Regions from separate parts of the Capsicum annuum genome. Here region 1 is linked to region 2. The links are chromatin contacts, called in public Hi-C maps. All regions are on one chromosome and are shown on one strand. Each heading gives the region's core, a stretch centred on a gene start, on an enhancer-like site or on the middle of the called end of the contact. The rest is flanking DNA. Distances are from core to core; before and after follow the strand shown. Region 1 overlaps LOC107847743 (importin-9). Region 2 overlaps LOC107848135 (putative late blight resistance protein homolog R1B-23).

Region 1 (5,960 bases), core at 126-2,625, 180 kb before region 2:
GTTATGCGTCATGATTACATCTTGACACCTGCTTGTATATTTGCTCTACTAAAAACATGTTAATATTCAGGCGAAATTCAGGGGGCCTACCAGATCAAAGTTACCACTACCGCTTTGGCTTTACTTTTACTTACAAAGCACGTTGAATTGGGGAAACTGAATGTTCAAGGCTATATAATTCAGGTTGGTTTTGTTTTTGCTCAGTTCATTTAGAAGCAGAGTTCACCATAGACTCAAATCCATTTTCTGGTTATTTTGAAGTCTACTGCAGGGATAACTACACGCTCAAAAGCTAAAATAGCTCCAGATCAATGGACGTTGATGCCTCTTCCTGCAAAGGTATTGTTACTGTTATGGACAATTTCTGAGATTTACAGCTTAATGTGTATTTTTCTTTGTATGTTTATGCCCACTTCACATGAAGTACATGCCGAGTTCTCATCAGGCATGACACAACGTTTGTTGTATAGGACTTTTAATTCTTCAGTTGACATTGCTTGCTCACCCGTTAATGATAAATTCATGTATACCACATTCTACATTTTCATCTGTCTTTCAGCAATTGATTTATGGCGCGTACTTCTATCTTGGTGTGTTCTTAGGCAGATGTGTAATCTAACTTTGCTGAGTAGTAACTATTAGATCTTCTAACAGAACTTGTATTTATGGACTTGATAGATACTTGCTTTATTAGCGGACGCCTTGATCGAAATTCAAGAGCAAGTTGTAGTTGGCGGTGACGAGGTAATTCCAGTCCTTAAAGCACTGTATAAATACTAGCCCATAAGATCCTAAATCTTACACAAATTCCTTGTGCCAGGATAGTGATTGGGAGGAAGTTCAAGACGGAGACGTTGAGACAGACGAAGCTTTAATTTTATCAAGTAGTGCCATACCCCGTGGTAGACCATCTCATGATTACCTTGACGCGATGGCCAAGGCTTTCGACGAGGTTTATCAAACGCTGCTATTCTCTCTTTCTCATCTGTCACTCCATCAATTTCCTTCGAACTAATCACCTTTTAATCCTTAAATTCATTTTACTAGGACCAGGATGATGGTGATGATGATGACCTTCTTAGTGGTGCCGACCCCCTTAATGAGGTATTTGTGCATCCTGTGCTATACAACATACATCATATCTGAACGTTGTCGCTGCATTAGTATAAACTGACTTATCCAACACAACCGCGTCTTCAGATAAATCTGGTGAATTATCTAGTAGATTTTCTCAAGAAATTCTCCCACAGTGAAGGAACAATTTTCAGTCATCTTTCACAGGTTCAGCGCAAACTCTACGATATCATATTTTGAACGCGTTATTATAGTTTTAACAACCGATGTTTGCAGAGTTTGACGAAAGCTCAACATGATGCTATTCAAATGGTGCTAAAGCAATGACGATTCATTTGTTGTACAAAAAGGTGAGGACAATGTCCATTGTGAAAGTATCTGGTTTTGGCCTAAACTGAATTTCCCCCCTCAATTTGGTTCTTGGTGAGTGTCTGTGAGTTTGTTTGTAAAGCGAATTTTATAATTTTTGACTATTTTCTTTCGATTAAATCGCGTGTAATATAAGGTAAACAACTTATATTCGATTGAGGCATTTGTAAATTTATATGATGAGTCATTTTTCCATTGGAAATTTGATTATATTATGATTGATATTCATTTTTAAATTGTGATTCTAGGATTTAAAAATCTGCCGTTGCTGTTATCTTTCTTTTCAATCTTGCTTTTATTTCACTTCTTTTGAGTCGAGGATCATCAGAAACAATCTCTACCTATCACAAAAATTTGCACAACCAACTAATATCACAAAAACATTATAATCTTTGTGAAATATCCCCATATTCAATGTAACTAAATTCGTTTCTAAAGATGGAATGAAGTATAATTTTAATCACGTATAATGATAAAAAGAATATTTATAACACTAAGAAATTGATTAATTGATCAATTTGATCAGTTAGAAGGAGAGCGTTGGAGCAATTGGTATAGTTCATGCCATGTGATTAGCAAATTATGAGTTTAAGTTGTGGAAGCAGCTTCTGATAGAAATACAAACTTCTGATAGAAATACAAGGTAAGAAGTATGCATATAATAGATATTTTTGATTTGGTCTTTTTTTGGAATCTTGCGCATAGTAGAAGCTTTTATTCAAGTGGTTCTTCTTTGATGTTTATGAGGTCTAATTGTTAGCTTTTATAGTTTGAACTCTTTAAAAATGTTATATAAAATGAGGGGTTAACTCTTTTAAAGTAATGTATTTTTATAGGATTCAATACAAGTATGAAAATATTTTTAAGACTCGAGCGAGCAACATAGTTCTTGTACTTGTCATATTTCTGATGTTCGATATATAAAAAAAAAAATTATCTAAAAAGTATTTGTGGAGAATCTTAAAAAAATATTTTAAGAGTGGACGTGGAATAGGTAGGACGGAAAAGTGAACATGAAATGTCATTCATAAAACTAATTTAATTTATCTATTTTTTTTTAATTGAAAGCATTAATATGAGGATTTTGAGTATTGTCACATATACCAAATTGGAACTGTTAACATGAGGATGTTGAATCATGCCGTCGATCAATTCAGATCAAAATCGTTGTGAGGATTTGTCTTTTGGTCTACCAAACTGGAATCATTAATATGAGGATTTTGAGTCCTGTAGTCTAACAATCCAGTTTGAAACTGTTAACATGAGAATTTTCTATCCTTTTGTCTATAAGTCCAAATTGGAATTGTTTATTGTTAGAGAATTTTGAGTCATGTCGTCTACCAAATCAGAACCATTAATATGAGGATTTTGAGTCATGTGGTGTACTAACCTATAAGGAAAGTAAATGTTTTACTTTTAAGGAATTTATTTTGTTTGAAAGTAAATACTCCTTCCGTTTAAAAAAGAATGACTTACTTTGACTTGACACAAAATTTAAGAAAATAAAGAAACTTTTGAATCTTGTGGCTTTAAATTAAAGTTGTGTCAAATGTACCAAAATGTCCTTTAATCTTGTGGTCCTAAACATGCCATGTGGAAAGTTGAAATTGAAGTATTGTCAAAAAAAGGAAAGGGGTCATTCTTTTTTAAACGAACTAAAAAGGAAAGTAGGTCATTCTTTTTTAAATGGAGGGAGTAATTTTTAAATTATTTTGATCAATCAAATATAAAAATATAAACACACCCTTAAATTTCTAGCTGTTTCACGTATGAGTACTTGGGGACTGTCTTGATTGCATCATCGACCAGCTAGTGCTGTAGCAATTGATTAGTACTTTGGTACTCCTCGGTCTAAAAAATACTTTTCCATCTTCGTTTATTGAGAATCAATTTGACTATTTTTGATTAATTCAAAATTTTTAGATTAAAATTCAATAATTGAAAAGTGTATGGAAGGTATCATGAGTTAAATTTTTTCTTGTATCAATATCAACTTTGTTGTATGAAGTGGAGTGTTGACTTGTCAAGAAGTTTCACCCCCAAAAGATGAAGGTGGTGGAGATGAGAATGCTATGGTGGATGTGTGGGTGTACTAGAAAAGATAGGATTAGAAATGAGGTTATTCGAGATAAGGTAAGAGTGGCTTCAGTGGAAGCCAAGATGAGGGAAGCAAGGTTGAGTTGATTCAGACATGTGATGAAGAGGGACACGAATACCCCCGTGCGAAAGTGTGAGAGGTTGGCTGGGAATGGATTGAGGCGACATAGAGATAGAGCAAAGAAATAATGGAGGAAGGTGATTAGACATGACATGGAGCAGATTCAGCTTATCGAGGACGCGACACTGGATAGAAAGGTAACGGAAAGGCGGATTAGAGTAAAAGGATAGTAGGAACGAGTGCGTCAGTGGTAGTAGGTAGGAGGACTTTGTTATCGGTGTTAGTAGTTATAGTACTAGTATTATTTCAGAATGTTGTATCGTTTGTTGTATTACTTGGTGAGTCTTGTTTATGATATTATTGAGTGTGGTAATTTCTATTATATCTTGTACTTTTACTATTTCTTTTCTAGATAGTTTAAACGACATTTCTATCTCTGAGCTAGTGGTGTTCCCAACAAATAAATTGCAATCATAAATAAAAATATGAAGAAACATGTATTTTTATTAATAAACAATGTGTGTACAAATCTATTTTTCGAGAGCGGTCAGTAGCGTATTCAATCACAAATAGAAGTATGAAGAAATATATATTTTTTATTAATAAACAACGTGTGTACAAATCTGTTCCTTCCTTGATTTTCTCTCTTGATTTTCACCATAATTCGAGGGTCGTCAGTAGCGTATTTCTCAAACGTTCGAACGTAGGCATATTTGGATTTGATATGGATTTCTCCGTAATTCGAGGGTTGTTAGTGACATAGTTCTTGAGCGTAGGAATATTTGAGTTTGATCTCCATGAAAGTATTTGGGTTTGATCTCCATGAAAAGAGGTTTTAGAAGTTCTAATTTTAGTTTCAATACTACTCATCAACAATATGAAAGGTGGCTAACATAATTAAAGGGGTGTTAAATAGGTGGATTGACTTGAAATTGAATAGGTTAAGATAAACTAAAAACTGAAACGGGTCATGAATCACCCAATTTTGATCCGCTTAAGCTAAAAAAATATTTACTTACGATGTAAAAGGAAGAGACACCAATCTGAAAGAAAAGTCAAAAAAATAAGAGATTCGACCACGACCCAAGAATCGAGCCCTATCTGAAGCCCGACTACAATTCGACACTCGAATCCGACCCCGATCTGATATAGATCTTAATACTCAAGCTTGACTAGGGAACTTGAAACCCGATCCGGACTGGAAAACCAAACCTGTCTTTGAACCTAACCTTGATCAAAAACCCGATCGAGGCCAGTGGCGGAGCTACAAGTATGATAGGGGTTCATCCGAACCCTCTTCGACGGAAAATCTATAATCTATATTTATAATCTATAATATATTAAAATTGTGAAGACCTTAGAAAAGTGATTCAAACTTTTTTGTTCTTCATTAAAAGTCTTTGCTTTAGACAAAATCAACTTTTCACTTTTTTTCTTTAATTATTATATTATTATTTTATAATATTAAATATCAACTATAATAAATATAATAAAAACTTTTCCAAAAAAATTAGCTTGGGTTGACTTTTCTTTAAAGAACGTGATTTTGTTGGTTTTTACGCCACTTCTCAAAAAAGAAAAGGTAAAAAATTAGCCTAATACATATGGCAATATAAAAGCCATGTTGAAATATTAATAAAGCTCCTTTTTGTATGATTTCTCTATATCTATTAAAAGTCAAAACTAATTAGTTAGTGTCCCTTTTTATGTATAATTCCTCTATTTCTATTAAAACTACTCTAGTTTCAAATTTTCTTACTCGACTTCTTTGTTTCAATTTTGTCTCGCCTTTGCCTCTTCTTCCTTTTCAGTAAATAGCTATATCTCTTGATGATTGAATGAATTTAATTCAACTATATACATCTATTTTGTGCTTTACTTGTTAACCATGTTTGATTGATTGTATATATTTTATTTGTAAGAGTACAAACAAAGATTCTCTTTTTGTCATTATTAATGTATAACGAGAACGTACGGGCAACGCATCAGTACTGTAACAATGAGGAAGAAAATTTGAAAATTCAGACATTCACCCAAATTCTGTCGTTAGAGATTTTCTCTTTTGAATTTGAACACAAAAACGTTCCAACAGTAATTTCACCTTCAAAATTAGAAAATATGTAAACCACATCTATAAACATATATACTCTCTTTGGTTTAGGTATTCAAGGGATGAATAAAAAATTGAAAGGCTTTCTCTAGATGGATATTTATTGTTTGACGATGACCTAATCTACTTACTTGCAGGTATTTTTGTCTTTGTTTTGTTGTCTGCAATTATATCTATTACTCCCTCGCTCTTGTTTCTCTATTATGTATGAGAAAGACAAAAGAAAAAAATCTACTCCTTGAATAGGTG
Region 2 (5,349 bases), core at 1,536-4,035:
CTTTAGTGTTACGGGGAAATTAAAGACGTGGAAGTTTAGCCGGATAGCTGTTGGAAACAAGCTTGAGGGACTCAAGGTGACTTAAAAACTCTAATCTGGGAAAAAGAACACACCGTCCCTTCACATTCTCTGAATAGCCTAATGCCCTTGAAAATATGCAACTCAACTTTCTCAAATTTGGCATCTTTCTCAATATTGTTTCAGCATCTTCACCAAAAGAGAGACGTGGAGTGGAAAAGATTTCCAGATTATCTAATTGAGAGTAAGCAAGAGGTTCACCCCGGTTCTCCAGACTAAATGACGCACGCTGCTTTACAAGTAGATGCCTCAAATTGACCATCGTCAGAATGGAAGACGGTAATATCACCTCTCCTCCCAATCCTCTTACCACAAACGTTTCAAGCTTCCAAAGCTTAGCTATAGATGAAGGAATTGAATTTGCTTCGGTTTGAGCAGAAAAGTACTTCAGATGAATTAGAGATTGGATCTCACTAGGAAAAGTACCACCAATGTTGAAAGATTCCAAGTCCAACACTTTAACAAGTTTGAAGATGTCAAAGATAAAAGAGATGTCAAGTGGCCATAACAAGTTATCTAGATCAATCATGTTGAATATTAAAGACCGGACATTTGAGCAAGATGGCTGCCAGAGATCAATCTGATCTTGGGAAGAATGAAGAAACAATCGATATTCCTCAGGCTTTTCAGGAAACATATCCTGTTCGTGAATCTGATCGAGCGAAAAGAAAAAATCACATGAATAATGAGAGTTAGGAACATAATGGAATAGAATAGAATAGAGTAGTTCTTAAGTTCTTATACCTATTGATCCGGAGAAGGAAATTCTCTTGTTTGGCCTTTTCCAAGCAGAATTGATGTAACGTCATGAGCACGGCACATTTTCACCTTGCCATTTGGTCTCTTCTTCATGCCCATTGCAAGATTTCGGCTAATAAGATCTTCCAGAAGATTTTGTGCAGCATCTTCTGATGCTTGTACAAATCCTTCACAGAGCCACAATCGTGTCAATTTGGAGACATGAATATCCTTGCCCTTCAAAAGTCCGCCAAAATAAAGAAAACAAGGCTTCAGATAGTGTGGTAAATTCCTATAACTGAATCCAATTATACGCATGCTCTCTCCCAGGCTACCCATATTTTGCGCATCTAGACGTTCTTCCACTTCTTTCCACCAATCCACTTGCTTCTTTTTCACTTTCAGAATACCAGCAACTAATACAATGAAGAGAGGCAACCCGCCACAACTTTTTGCTAACCTAAACCCCACGTCTCTAAGTTCAGATGGACAACTCTCTTCTTGAAACACCTCTTCATGCAATAATCTCCAACTCTCGCGATCTGTGAATAAACGAAGATGGTGGGGATTGCTTTCACTTTTAGCATAATTGGCAACATCGCTTAAATGGGTCGTTAGTATAATTCTGCTCCCATACCGAGCATCTTTAAAGCACATATGTAAACTGTCCCACACATTATAGTCCCACACATATCGATGAGAACTAAGAATCTCTTGGTTGATAAAAATCGACGCAGCTCATCAGCTATTTCACCATCTCCTTTTTCAGTGCGATCAGCAGGCTCAAGAACATCATTCAAAATGGTCAGAAGCAGTTCTCTCCATGAATACACTTGCGTCACATGACACTTAGCATGAACATCAAAGTGACCGGTAACGATCAGATCATTGTAAATCTTCTTAGCAAGAGTATTCTTACCGATTCCCGGCATTCCGACCAATGATATGACATCTAGCTGAGGTGATCCTCCAAGTAGCTGCTCTTTTATTGTGTCCATTGCCTCCTGGAAACCCTCAGTTTCTTCATTTGATATTGGAGTACTAGCTGATAAAGAGGATGCACGATAAGTTGTCTTTTTGACTTCGTGGGCTGTCGCATCTATTTTCTTTCTTTGACAAGTCTCACTAACAACTTTATTTTCAAGCTTAATATGCTCAAGAACTTCAGAAATCCAAAGAATTTTGTACCAGAGTGGATGAGAACAGGCCAAGCACGAGTCAATGACATACTCGGCCTTGTTCGCAATTTCAGTAACACTTGTTACAAGACCATAAACTTCATCATGCTCATCTAAGTTTTCTGCAAAATGATCTATCAATGATCTGAGACTCAATAAGCCCTCCTTGACTGATTCAATCCAATACTTTAAATTGATATCCGAAGCAAGATTAGAACGCAACAGCTCCTCCAATTTGCCCAAGAAACATTTGAGAAATCCTAATCCATCTGTCTTGGGGAAACTATAACCTAATGAATGTGTAACTTTAAGACAGATCATTTTGACCTCCGCTTCAATATGCTTGAGCAATTTCTCAACATCAGAGAGATACAACATGTAATACCAAGAGGGTCTATAACCCTTGACATTGAAGAAACAGACATAATTTACATCTTGAACGCATCTCACGAGGTCTTTGAGTTCTTGATGCATATTGCGATACTGTATAATATCTGCAAGAAAAGAGCCCAAATACTCTGATTTGTTTTCGACTACTAGGATCTGATTCTTCAGAAAAGAGATTGAACAGTCATCATAGTTGGGCAGCCTGTCCTGGCGGTTCAATAAGAAATTGTTAAGGCCTTCTCCATCTGTCATGTTGCACGGTGATGCATCCAGAAGTTGAATGAATACTTTTCTGAACTCAACCTTCAGAGACTCAATCTCTTGTAGAGGATCAGATAATGAAAGCCTCATTTGCTGAGTGCTGGAGCCGTCAACGAAACTTCCATAACAAAAACTACAGATTTGTCCTAACTTGTGGGCAGTCACTTCAGCGTGCATTAAGAGATCATGCAATTCGCTAAGCTCTGTGTGTTGCGTGAGAACATCCACCAGAAAAGCTTTAAGCAAAATAAGCTCTTTATGAACACATTCAATCACATCCATAATTTCAGCTTTCAACGTGGATTCCTGCTGTAGTAGAACCATTAAGTTTCCTTCAGACTTGATAAGCTCGAAAGAAATCATCAAAAACTGAAGAACAAGATTGACCTTCCTACTTTTGTTGCTATCCACAGGTTCCTCATAAATTAAACAGAGAGCAGATTCAGCATCAATTGCAAAAGTTCCAAATCTTGTCAATAAATCATTCTGAACTGGAGGATCAACAAGATATGTTACCAGGAGCAACAACCCATAGTAGTACTTTTTAACCTCATTTGCGACAGTAAACATCAAATAACTTTCATCCTTTAGTAGTATGTTGCCAAGAATATATTCATGAAACCCCATCAAAACCTCATCCATCTTGGGGCTAAGCGAAGATTGTGTCTTTGAGGATTTTAGCGTGCTGAAATAAGATAGGAAGAAAATTCAGAAGATTTATCGTAGGATGATCCAGTGTCGATGATGTTGAAATGTTGGGACATATCTGCCTAGGTTTCATGCTCCGTGTCTTCTTTCTTCATGTGACGAGAAACAAAATCAATGATAAAGCATGCTTGGTTATTCACAGATTGAATCAGTGTCAACAAATCAGCTATCTTAGTTTGCTCTTTGCATTGCTCCGTTGAATCCATTTGTAAAGTTCCCAAGAATATCAGCTGTTCTCGGACATCATCAATCAGATCTTTCAGAGGAGCTATTATGGTGGCTTCATTGTTTAGTAGCTGAATCAGACCGATTTCTACCTTGACACAATTAAAATTCAGCTGCCAAAGAAAATGCTTACGATCTATTTCCGTGGACCTCACATTCATTCTCTCATCATAGGAGGAGTAGATCACAATTGCTGCCTCAATGGCTATATCTTCCATGTGTGATTGATGAGAATTGAATTCTTCAAGTGGAGTGCGTTTGGATGCTATGTCGTGGAGAAATGTAGAAAGGTAAGGAAGTCCTTGTTTGAGCCATGGTATTCGATCATCAAAGGTAACTTTCCAGCTGGCATTATGGCCTAGCAGCTCCATCAGATCTTTGTTGATAGCATCAACAAAATTGGACATAGATTTGGCATCCATTATAGGTTCTGTTCCTGATGACTTTGAACCGATCAAGAGGCTCTGATAAATCGACCTCAATTCAGGCCTAAATGGACTTAACCTTTTCAGCAAATTATGGTACTCATCAGAAATACGCACACGTGTCTGGTGGTCATTCTCCTCCATCTTGCAGGCTGCCGCACAGAAACAAAGACGTATTGCAGTATAAGCTACATCCTCAGGGTGGGCCAAGAGATCCTTCATCCTCTCATGTTCAATGCATTGCTTTGCAGTTAATGTGAAGAAGACTTCTAGATATATTAGCTTGTCTTTAAGCACACACACCGGAAGGACATCATAACGCTTTACATTAAGTAGGCTTAGGATAAATATAACACCATCAACCAAAGCTACAATAGACCCCACTATCGCCATAGTGATTGGGCTAGATGATCTTGAAGGCTTTGCAGCTTTTATTCGCTCAGCAATATTCTCCAGTCGAATTATCTTCAGCAGATCTGAAATCACGATGATGAAGCCACTTGTCGAGCCAGCTTGATTATTCATGTGAGAACATATCTCGAAAATAACAGCACGAGTTTCTATAAATATGTCCCTGAGTTGTGCAGATATCTCATTCTCAGGGTGAGCAGCCTCCAGAGCCACGAGAGATACAACTACAAATGCTAGTTGCTCCGCAGCATTATGCAGTTCATTGTTCGTCGAACTATCTAAATGATTGCCTTTCACAAGGTTTATGGCAACTATCACACCCCAACACTCCTAGGCCATCTACTTTCCACCTTTTCAGTTTTCTCTACTCGTTGATTTCTTGATAAATCCTGCAAGTAATAACTTTAAAATATGCATATCAAAATAGTATTATTATTACTTATATTGGAATGAATGCATTCCCTCACCTACCCACACCTTAATAATCTTCTTTAACAAATATTACAACCACATTACCCCGCTAGTGATATTGTCCGCTCTGAGCCTAGACCCTCATGACTTTAAAATGTGTCACTACGGTGTAAGGCCTACATACTTATATAACCAACATCTCTCCTATGGTTTTCGTCAATGTGGGACTCTTATCCTAAGCTAGGGTATCACATACACGGCGTCCTTGCTGAGGTTTGCCCCACCGCATGGCATTTGCCAAGACTCAACACTAAGGTTTGCCCGTCTTCTGGGGATTACTTTGACCCACCATCAAAAAGGCTGACACTCTCCGTTAACTCTATCTAGTGTTCTTGTTTTAAATCACATAGGAGCAGAAAACAATTTGGAACTAACAAGACATTAACTTGTCGTCTAACATTTACAAAATTTTAGACTAATGGCTTCTCATAAACTTTTTAATTTACTCAAACATATCTTTAAATGGT

What was found. A called contact is a pair of places that touch in the nucleus more often than the background predicts.
Region 1: a contact with region 2 is called in a Hi-C map of leaf, with 2.1 times the contacts expected there. The contact joins two enhancer-like sites. A contact is called at or near these places in 2 of 5 Hi-C or Micro-C datasets (leaf and placenta).

Annotation. Positions count from the first base shown.
Region 1 is chr11:5,707,901-5,713,860 of UCD10Xv1.1, reverse strand. LOC107847743 (importin-9) reads left to right here. Exons shown (of 33, transcript XM_016692199.2): 27 at 71-183; 28 at 262-339; 29 at 679-744; 30 at 821-952; 31 at 1,048-1,104; 32 at 1,201-1,281; 33 at 1,351-1,679. The coding sequence ends at 1,401. Among protein-coding and RNA genes, the nearest start is that of LOC107847743, 36 kb to the left of the region's middle. Within about 2 kb of position 1,375, at least 2 of the 5 cell types and tissues checked have an H3K27ac peak or open chromatin away from gene starts, as enhancers often do. A contact at or near this core is called in leaf, where this site is marked.
Region 2 is chr11:5,534,862-5,540,210 of UCD10Xv1.1, reverse strand. It overlaps LOC107848135 (putative late blight resistance protein homolog R1B-23), which reads right to left. Exons shown (of 8, transcript XM_016692822.2): 2 at 3,417-4,800; 3 at 3,341-3,415; 4 at 1,511-3,339; 5 at 884-1,508; 6 at 823-882; 7 at 27-725; 8 at 1-25. The coding sequence starts at 4,525. Among protein-coding and RNA genes, the nearest start is that of LOC107848135, 3.7 kb to the right of the region's middle. Within about 2 kb of position 2,785, at least 1 of the 5 cell types and tissues checked has an H3K27ac peak or open chromatin away from gene starts, as enhancers often do. A contact at or near this core is called in leaf, where this site is marked.